3 separate regions of the Sus scrofa genome follow, and all the other regions are linked to region 2. A link is a contact called in public Hi-C and HiChIP or PLAC-seq data. All regions are on one chromosome and are shown on one strand. The core of a region is the stretch at or near the end of the contact, and the rest is flanking DNA. Distances in the headings are between cores, read along the strand shown.

What was found. A called contact is a pair of places that touch in the nucleus more often than the background predicts. HiChIP or PLAC-seq counts read pairs in DNA pulled down with a chosen protein or histone mark.
Region 1: a contact with region 2 is called in a Hi-C map of liver, with 2.9 times the contacts expected there. The contact joins the enhancer-like site here to the promoter of ELF2 in region 2. A contact is called at or near these places in 3 of 5 promoter capture datasets (fetal liver, fetal skeletal muscle and liver), 6 of 47 Hi-C or Micro-C datasets (fibroblasts, heart right ventricle, liver and 1 more) and 2 of 2 datasets of contacts at active chromatin or transcription factors (alveolar macrophages and skeletal muscle).
Region 3: an H3K27ac HiChIP or PLAC-seq map of skeletal muscle shows a contact between it and region 2. The contact joins the promoter of NDUFC1 here to the promoter of ELF2 in region 2. A contact is called at or near these places in 5 of 47 Hi-C or Micro-C datasets (blood, fetal heart ventricle, liver and 2 more) and 2 of 2 datasets of contacts at active chromatin or transcription factors (alveolar macrophages and skeletal muscle).

The regions. Positions count from the first base shown.
Region 1 is chr8:87,854,701-87,857,400 of Sscrofa11.1, forward strand. All of the region lies in intron 4 of ELF2 (ETS-related transcription factor Elf-2), which reads left to right. Among named protein-coding and RNA genes, the nearest start is that of NOCT, 53 kb to the right of the region's middle. Within about 2 kb of position 1,366, at least 60 of the 83 cell types and tissues checked have an H3K27ac peak or open chromatin away from gene starts, as enhancers often do. A contact at or near this core is called in alveolar macrophages, fetal liver, fetal skeletal muscle and 2 more, where this site is marked.
Region 2 is chr8:87,773,281-87,775,980 of Sscrofa11.1, forward strand. It overlaps ELF2 (ETS-related transcription factor Elf-2), which reads left to right and starts at 1,314. Exons shown (of 10, transcript XM_021101570.1): 1 at 1,314-1,565.
Region 3 is chr8:87,693,867-87,696,566 of Sscrofa11.1, forward strand. It overlaps NDUFC1 (NADH:ubiquinone oxidoreductase subunit C1), which reads left to right and starts at 1,407. Exons shown (of 4, transcript NM_001097470.2): 1 at 1,407-1,491; 2 at 2,065-2,168. The coding sequence starts at 1,425.

The DNA of each region.
Region 1 (2,700 bases), core at 116-2,615, 81 kb after region 2:
CGCCGCCGCCGCCCCTGCCGTTAGGTGGTGGGGTTTCTCAGCCCGGCGGCGGGAGGCGGGCCGCCCTCGGCTTCCTGTCGGAGGACGCGCAAGGATCCGGGCGTCTGAGTGTGTGCGAGTGCGTGAGTGTGTGTCGGTCGCACGGCGTGTGTCTCCGGCCGCGGGTTCCGCCTCCTCCCCTGCCGCCGCTGCTCACGGTGTAAGTCAATGTGAAGCAGCAGCTCCAGCCCCGGGATAAACATGGCGACGTCTCTGCATGAGGGACCCACGAACCAGCTGGATCTGCTCATCCGGGCTGGTAAGGACAGGGGAACTTTCCTCCTGTGCATCGGTGCAGCTGGAGAGGAGATGCACAGGAGTGGGGGCGACTCCCCGGTGGTGGTCAGTGCAGGGGGTACCGTGTCCACCTCAGTCACTGGGGCGGCCGGGTGAAAGGGGGTTAGTGAATGAAGTAATGGAGGCGACGAATCAGGAAGTGATCACCTTGGAGAGTAACCTGCCTCGAATTCGGCGTTGTCGCTTCAGGGTTGGTTTGTGGAGCAGCGGCGGCAGCTGCCGGGCGGAGCGCTGGCAGTGGGTGCCGGGGAACCGAGCCGCAGTTAAGTTGGGGACTCGGGGGCGGACGAGTTGTGCGCTTCACCCCGGTTGCCCAGGAACCAGGAAGTGAGTGAGGCTGTTGTCTCCCGGCTGCGCCTGCCACGCTGTCTGACTGGAGAGGCCGCTAGTGCCCGCGGTCGGGGGCGGCGGGCTTCTCCCGTGGACGCTCGCCACCCCCGCCCGTTCTGCTTTCAGACTTGGTTCACAAATCCTCCACTTCCGCATGGACGAAGCAGCCCCGGGCCATGTCCGGTAGACCGATACCCGCCAAAAAAATGCTCTGACCCTTCTCTTCACATCCCCACCTTGTGCGGTCTGAGAAGTAACGGTTCGGGGAAGGGCACTTAATAACGTGGAGCGGCCCCGGGTGGGGTTTCTCTTGGGGGCCCGCCTTCCCTACCTCATTTAGTGGGCGTCTGTGGAGAAGTAGGTTTGTGCCCCTTCCCTCGTGGGTTGTTTTTTAGAGGGAGAATGGGAAGGGCACGGAATATGTTTTGTATCCCTGACCTGAGGGTTGGGGCGTCAGAGAAGAACGTTTATTTTTGTAAACAGTGGGTGAAGGTGGAGGAGTGGGGGCGGGCGGGAGGTAGTCTGGGCCCTAGGGAAGTCTCAGCACGGAATTGCCCCCTTTTCCCCTCCCCCCCAAGCCTCCCACCATAGCGGAAGCGCCTGGGAGAGGACAGAACCGACGAGATTGACAGGTCTCTGGTCCCAATCTGCTCGCTGAGATGTTCCAAATAAGAACGTTGGTTTCTGGGGGCGGGACTCTGGGCCCGCGCTGGGCCAATGAAGATTGGGCGGGAGTGAAGCTGACAATGTACGCATGGAATTGGAGGGAAGAGGAGTGTAAACACGGAAGTGGCCGCGGGGGTGGGGGATGTGCAGCGCCAATGCTGCAGCGGAAGGGCACGGACTTAAGTTACATAGAAAAAGCAGCTTTACCTAATAGCAGACGGCGCAGCGAGGGCCTTGAATAGACGTAGCAGTGCTTGAATACTGTTTATTGACTGTAATGAGCATAAATGTTCCTTTCCTTGGGATCTGTTTCATATTGCCATCGATGGGAGTTGGAAGATGGGCAATATTCACCTAAGAGTATTTCTGTAAAAGATCTTATCCTCTGTTTTCCATCCATTGTTTTTAGGTAGGGAAGTTTGGTTGGTGAAACTGTGATTCATTTCCATCGGGAGAAATCATAAGCATACATGTATCTTTAAATTTAACAGAAGAACATAATCTGTAAAATATAAGGTCCCAAAGAAAAATCAGTTTACTGAGTAGTGATTAAAACACATTTGACAGTTATTTTCTGATCAGAGCAAGAACTTAAATATTAGTGGAAAAGAGGCAGAGTACAACGAGAGCTTGTTCCCTTTGTATATGTTTAGTCCACTAATAATACTGTATCAATTAAGGGATGGGATTTTTTGGCTTTATATTATTGGTACTAACAATACTTTTATTAATTGTTTGGGTCAGTAGTGTTGAACATGTACCTTTCCAGAAGTATTCCCAGGGGTTGTGAGAACCTTAGTATAGCCCATGCAGTTAGGATTTTGAAAAATACTCTAAAGGTAAGAGGACTTATTTTGCTAACAGAGGATATATTTTTTTTTTTCCATAAGCTTTTGGAATTTTGAAAACTAAGGTGACCTGTAGAGTTACAGTTTGAAAATATAAAATTTTATCAGTTTTTTGATAAGTTTTTTTTTTTAGTTAAATGCTGTTTTTCAGTTCTATTGCCTTTCTTTAGTGTATACAATTTAAGTTTACCTTGTGATCATAATGTTCTGTAAAGAATACATTTTACAGGTGTTCCTTTATGGCACAGTGGGTTAAGGATCCCAGGTTGTCACTGCAGCATCTCTGGTTGCTGCTGTGGCACAGGTTTGATCCCTGGCCCAGGAACTTCCACATGCCATGGTCCCAGCCAAAAAAAAAAAGAATACATTTTACATATAATTGTTTTCAAATTATTCAGTTATGTTCGTGTAATATGAAGCTCCTTTACAACCCTTGTTTTAGGAGGAAATTCGAGACAGGTTTGCTAATTTACCCAAGGTTTATTCATTGAGTTCAGTGAGTTAAAAGTTGTAAAGGGAA
Region 2 (2,700 bases), core at 64-2,563:
ATGATGCACGCCAAACACTGGGCAACCCCGGGCACCGTGTCATTGGCTTTTGTGCACTTGAAGGCGCGTGAATGCCCTGCTCAGAGGCTCCCCTTTGTGTGAAAGTGGGGAAACCAGAAGCATGCACCTACTGTTGGGTTTTAATTTTTGAATTTGTAGGCACTTGGACTAAAATACTCTTGCACCAACACACTCCCGCATTCTCGCATCGACAGTCGTCGAGCTTGAGTTACTTCTCCGTTCCTCGGCGGCCGAGGGAGGACCGACAATGGCTCGGGGCGAGCGTCCGCAGCTCCGGGGGCAGCGCCAAGGGGCCGCCCGCCGCGCTCCGCAGCTGCGCGCTGAGCCCCACCGCCCGCCAGTCAGCAAACGCGGGCACCAACCGCCGCGCGGCCCGGCGGTTGGGCGGGTGGTAATTTCTGGGAATGGGGCGGGGTCCGCGGGGGTACGAGGCTGGGCGTTTGCTAGCGAGTTGAGGAAGGAGGGTGAGGAGGAGGAGGAGGAGGAGGAGGAATGGGCGGCGCCGAGAAGCCCGAGGCGGGCAGGGCGGGGCTCCATGAGCATCACGGGCCGGGGAGGGGCCGGGGGCGGGGCAGGCGGCGCGCTCCAGCCCGCCCGCGCCCCCACCCTCCACTTAGCCCAGGCTGAGGAGTGGAAACCGGACTGACCCGGGCTAAGAGTTTCCACAACCCAGTAACTGTCAGGCTGCCTGAGTGTGGAGCCGTCCCTGGAGGAGAAGGGTGGAAGTCCAGAGCGGGGGTGGGGTGACAGCTGGGGCCCGCGGGGGTCTTCAGAGAGTGGCGAGAGTGTGTGCGAGCGGTCCCAGCCGGCGGGGAGAGGCGGGCGGGCGCTGCAGGTGCACGCGCGGCCGCGCCACCCCCACGAGCCGGCCAGTGCTTGAGAGCCTCCGCGCCAATCCCGGGCTGGGGCCGGAGCCAGGAGCGGGATGGGGGAGCCCGAAGCTGGGAGCAGCTCTAGTGGCGAGAGTCTTTACCTGAGAAAGCAGGTTTGGGAGAAGTTAGAGGATACCGGGCGGGTGGATTCGAGTGAGCCGCAGAGGCTTGTTTGGCGGGCTGGTAGGGGCCAAGGGCGACGGGGCCCCACGGGGTATAAATAGCCGGCCGGGGTTTGACAGGCGCAGCAGTGACTGGCGGTGCCGCCCCCCCTCGCCGCGTGGGGAGGGGAGGAGCGCTCGGAGCGAGCGGGGTGGGGGAAGCGGACTCGAGTGTCCTGGTGGCGGCGGCAGGAGGCCGAGTGGGAGGAGCCGAGGCGGGGGGTGGAGGGAGGGGAGCAGGGCGAGGGCGGGGGCCACCATTGCTCCCCGCGCCGGGCTCTGTGTCGCCGCCGTCGCCTCGGCGGTTGGGGGGTCGGTGGAGCGGCGCGGGCGAGGGGCTCTGCGCGGGGCGGCGCGCCGCTGTTTTGTCTTTTCTCCCAGCGAAGCGGCTCGGGCAGCTGGGAGGCCCCGGCTCCCTCCGGACGCCTGGCCAACGGCGGCGGGGACTAGTCCGCGGCCCTGCTGGGAGAGAAAGCGAAGCGGAGGTCTTCCCCGGCGACGCGGAGAGCAGGTAAGAGCGCGGGCCGCCGATGCTGGTGGGAGGGAGCGCGGAGGGTGCGGCGAGAAAGCCTCGCTGTCCCGTGTGCCGCCGCCTCCCTCCGCGCCCCCGCCCCGCGCCTGTGTTGTTTGCTCCCGGGTTTGCGGAGGGTTTTCCGGAGGCTGTGGCGGTGACACTGGACTGGCAGCGGGGGAAGGGGGCTGAGTGCCCCCGGGCAACGGTCGGGGAGGAGACTTGGAGAAAGGGGAAGGCGCGCGGCGCGCTGGCCTGCGGGGAGCGCCGGGCGCGGGGCAGGGCTGAGGGAAGAGGTTACGGACCCCGGCGGGGGGGGGGATGGGCGGCGCGCAGCTGGTCTCGCTGTGTTTACATCGCCGCGCGAGTCACCTCGGCCGAGAAGCGGACTGAACTGACCCGCCTTATCCCGCGGGGAGGCCAGGGCGGGGGTCCGGCTCCGGAGGAAGCGCGTCCTGGGAGGGTCTGTAGGGCGGGAGGCTGCGGCCGGCGCCGGGGCAGGGCGGCGAGCTCGGGGCGGGACCAGGGAGGCTCTGGCCGCGTGGGGTGGCGTGGAGGGCTGGAGACCAGTTTCCTTCTCAGTCGGGCCTTTTCGCCGCCTCTTACCTTTCCTTCCCTCCGCTACTAGCTGGCAGGGCAGGTTGTACTCGGTCATTCTTCCATTCTCGCTCTCCACTCCGGCCCGCTGCTGCCACTTCCCCTATTCCCCCGGGAGTCGGGAGGCAGGGCTCCGGTAGGAATCTGTTTTTTAAACAAAACAAAAACGGGCACTTTAACACGCGCGTCCAGTGACCGCCTTCTGGACCCTCTCTTCGCGAAGCTAGCCCTCAGAGACTGTGCTCCTGGATGCGTGAGGAACGCGGGAGGAGGACGATGAGGGCCCTGCTGGGGCTGGTACTGACTGCCGGAGCAGCTTTGCGAGCCAGGCAGCACAGTCCCCTCTCTTGCTCCACTTGGGCATTTTTATTTCATGTCAATAAAGGACAGAAAATATTCCATTTCCCCGAGATCCAGATTGCCCAGTTTCTAATGTTTCTCCTGTGCCAGCATCCTGGGCTCTCTTTTTTTTTCTAGGAGCTAGCTACAATGCAAAATAGTCTTTAAGTTCTTAATACTTCGTTAAGTGAGTGAGAGG
Region 3 (2,700 bases), core at 157-2,656, 79 kb before region 2:
ATGCTGAGAAAAATGTGCTTCTACTTCATCACTTTCCCAAAATATACACTAGTAAAAGGATACATGGAGCAAAAAGAGAAAATAGCCTTTCCAACAGCAGTCCTGAAATTAGTAATTTGCCTACTGGCTCTGTATGCTCTGACTAAATATGGCTTCTGTTCCAGCTTGTTGGATACTAGCAAAAGCTGTGTCTAGACAAACTTCCAAGGGATGGTGTAGAAAGGATATACAACTGACAGGTTGCTGAGTGGACGAGAAGCCGAGAAGTTGAGAACCAACAACTGACTCAGCATGTTAGTTGGGTGGTTTGCTTACTTGAACATGAGCCCAAGAGGCTCAAACTAGGTTGCAAACTATAAAGTGACTCACAGTTTAGCAATCTATGCAGCCATCAGTTGCATGTAAAAATGAACCAGAAAACAGAGAACACTTATTTTACTCTCTAGTCAATAATTTTTGGTTAAATTTTTTTTTCAATGACATTGCTAAAGAAAATACAGGCGGAAAAGGAGATTTGCTAACATTATTTTTCTCTTAAAATGAACTTAAATGACATTAAGTTCAAAAGATTAGAGTTAGAGCCTTAAAATTTATCTTTTACCTATACATATGGTCTTTAGACATCAGATTGAATTGAAAATGAGATACACAAAAAATCTGGTTTAAATGTGAAAGATAAAACCCATTGCTCAGTGCAACAGGTATCAAAGAGCTAGGCAAAAATAAGTTATTTACAACTACCAGACACCTCCTAAGGTTTTCTGTTACAGATGTAAAAGGGAGGCATAGAGAGGTTAAATACTTTGAACTTAAAAATCATATAGGAGGGAGTTCCCACTGTGGTTTAGTGTGTTAAAGGATCCAACAGCTGCGGGGCTGTGATTCAATTCCTGGCCCAGGAACTTCCTAATGATGCATGGGACGTTAAAAAACAACAAACAAATAAAACATATAGCTAAAAAGAGGTGAACAAGAATGGCGCTTTGAACTTGGCTCCGCAGCTCATGGCCTCAGAGGACTGTCTACACCTGTTAGGTGTTTTAAGATCATCATCTGGTGTCTGAAAAACCTCAGTCCGAGTCCAACTTGCTAGCTGTGTGATCTTGAGCCTTCTAAAATACGAGGATTCGCTTCTCCTCACAGGGTTGTGAGTCGGGGTTATGAAATAAACTCTCAGAGAAGTGGCTAAACAATTTTTTTTTTTTCCGTTTTAATCCGCTCCTACCTAACTCCATTTTACGGATTGAAGACTGAAACCAGCGGAACTAGAGTACCCGGCGGTAACTGCGATACTTGAGATTCACACCCCTACGCAGCGCAGCCACAGAGCCCGGAGTCCCTCGCCTCCGCCCGCCAGGGGGCGCTCGGCCCCGCGCCGACCCCGGAACCGCGCGACTTGGGGAGGCGGAGCCCAGTCCGGCAAGATGGCGGCGTCCGCGTTATTGCGCCCCTTCTCAAAGCTGCTTTCATCGGCCAGGCTCCCAAGTGGCTGTAAGTGTCTCTCCTCGAGCAGGCAGTCTACTCTTTTCGGCCTGCGGCTCCCAGGGCGAACCCCGCCCGCGGAGGCATAAGGTGGCTGTGCGGCGAGCTCGTCCTGCTGTGACCTTCGCCGGCCAGTCCCGGAGCCCACGCTTGCCTCCATCCCTGACTCTCGGCTCCCCATCACCCGAGGTCCACCCTCCTCCGAGAGGCCACTCGACCCCTTTGGTCTCTGCGAATAGACTTTGAGCCCCTCGTCCTGCTGCTCTGCAGATTTGGTACTGCAGATGCGGAGAGGGGGGACCTTCCCGGAGGCGCTTCTATCCGCCCACTCCTGGGTCGTGAGGGTCCTCAAAAGCCAGCGTAGTGCGAGGATTTGAAGAGGTCCTGGATGACAGGGGCCACCCACCTGGCCCTGTTGGTGGCCCAGGATGAATTACTTGACCACTCTACCTTTCTTTCCGTGGCTGTCTTAAGAGAGGAGGTAGAAGGGAGGGTTAAATGCAGTAGTAACACATGTAAATGTCAGATTTATTCCCACAGGACTGTAAATTATAGATTTACAGACTTTGCATCCCCTTTCAGCTTCAGCGCGGTCAAAGTTCTACATTCGGGAACCACCACATGGCAGCCCTGACTGGCTGAAAGTTGGACTGACCTTGGGCACGTCCGTTTTCTTGTGGATCTATGTAAGTATTTACTCCCTTTAATCATGGGACTCCAACACAGTGCAGAGGACGAATAGCAGTGCGACATTGAATGTTGCTGAGCAAATGTCTCATACAATAGGATATTTATATAATTGCTAATAATGTTTCTCCATGAGGGAAATCTTAGAGACTAAAAAATATTAAGGTTTTGGGGCACCAAGAAAATGGGAAGAGGCTGAAACCTGTCATTGAATGGCTTATTTGTGAATGGCAGTTTTACTGCATGATTAATTATACTTTATCTCTTAACGAAGATAGCAGATTTGAGTTTTATGAAGGTACTATTTTCAGATGCCACAGGGGTGGATCATAAATAAACAAGATATGCAAATTAAATCCTATTAGACTTACAAAACATAAGGTTTTTTTTTTGGTCTTTTCTAGGTCCGCACCTGTGGCATATGGAGGTTCCCAGGCTAGGGGTCTAATCAGAGCTGTAGCCACCAGCCTACGCCAGAGGCAGCAACTGCAGGATCTGAGCCGCATCTGTGACCTATGCCACAGCTAAATG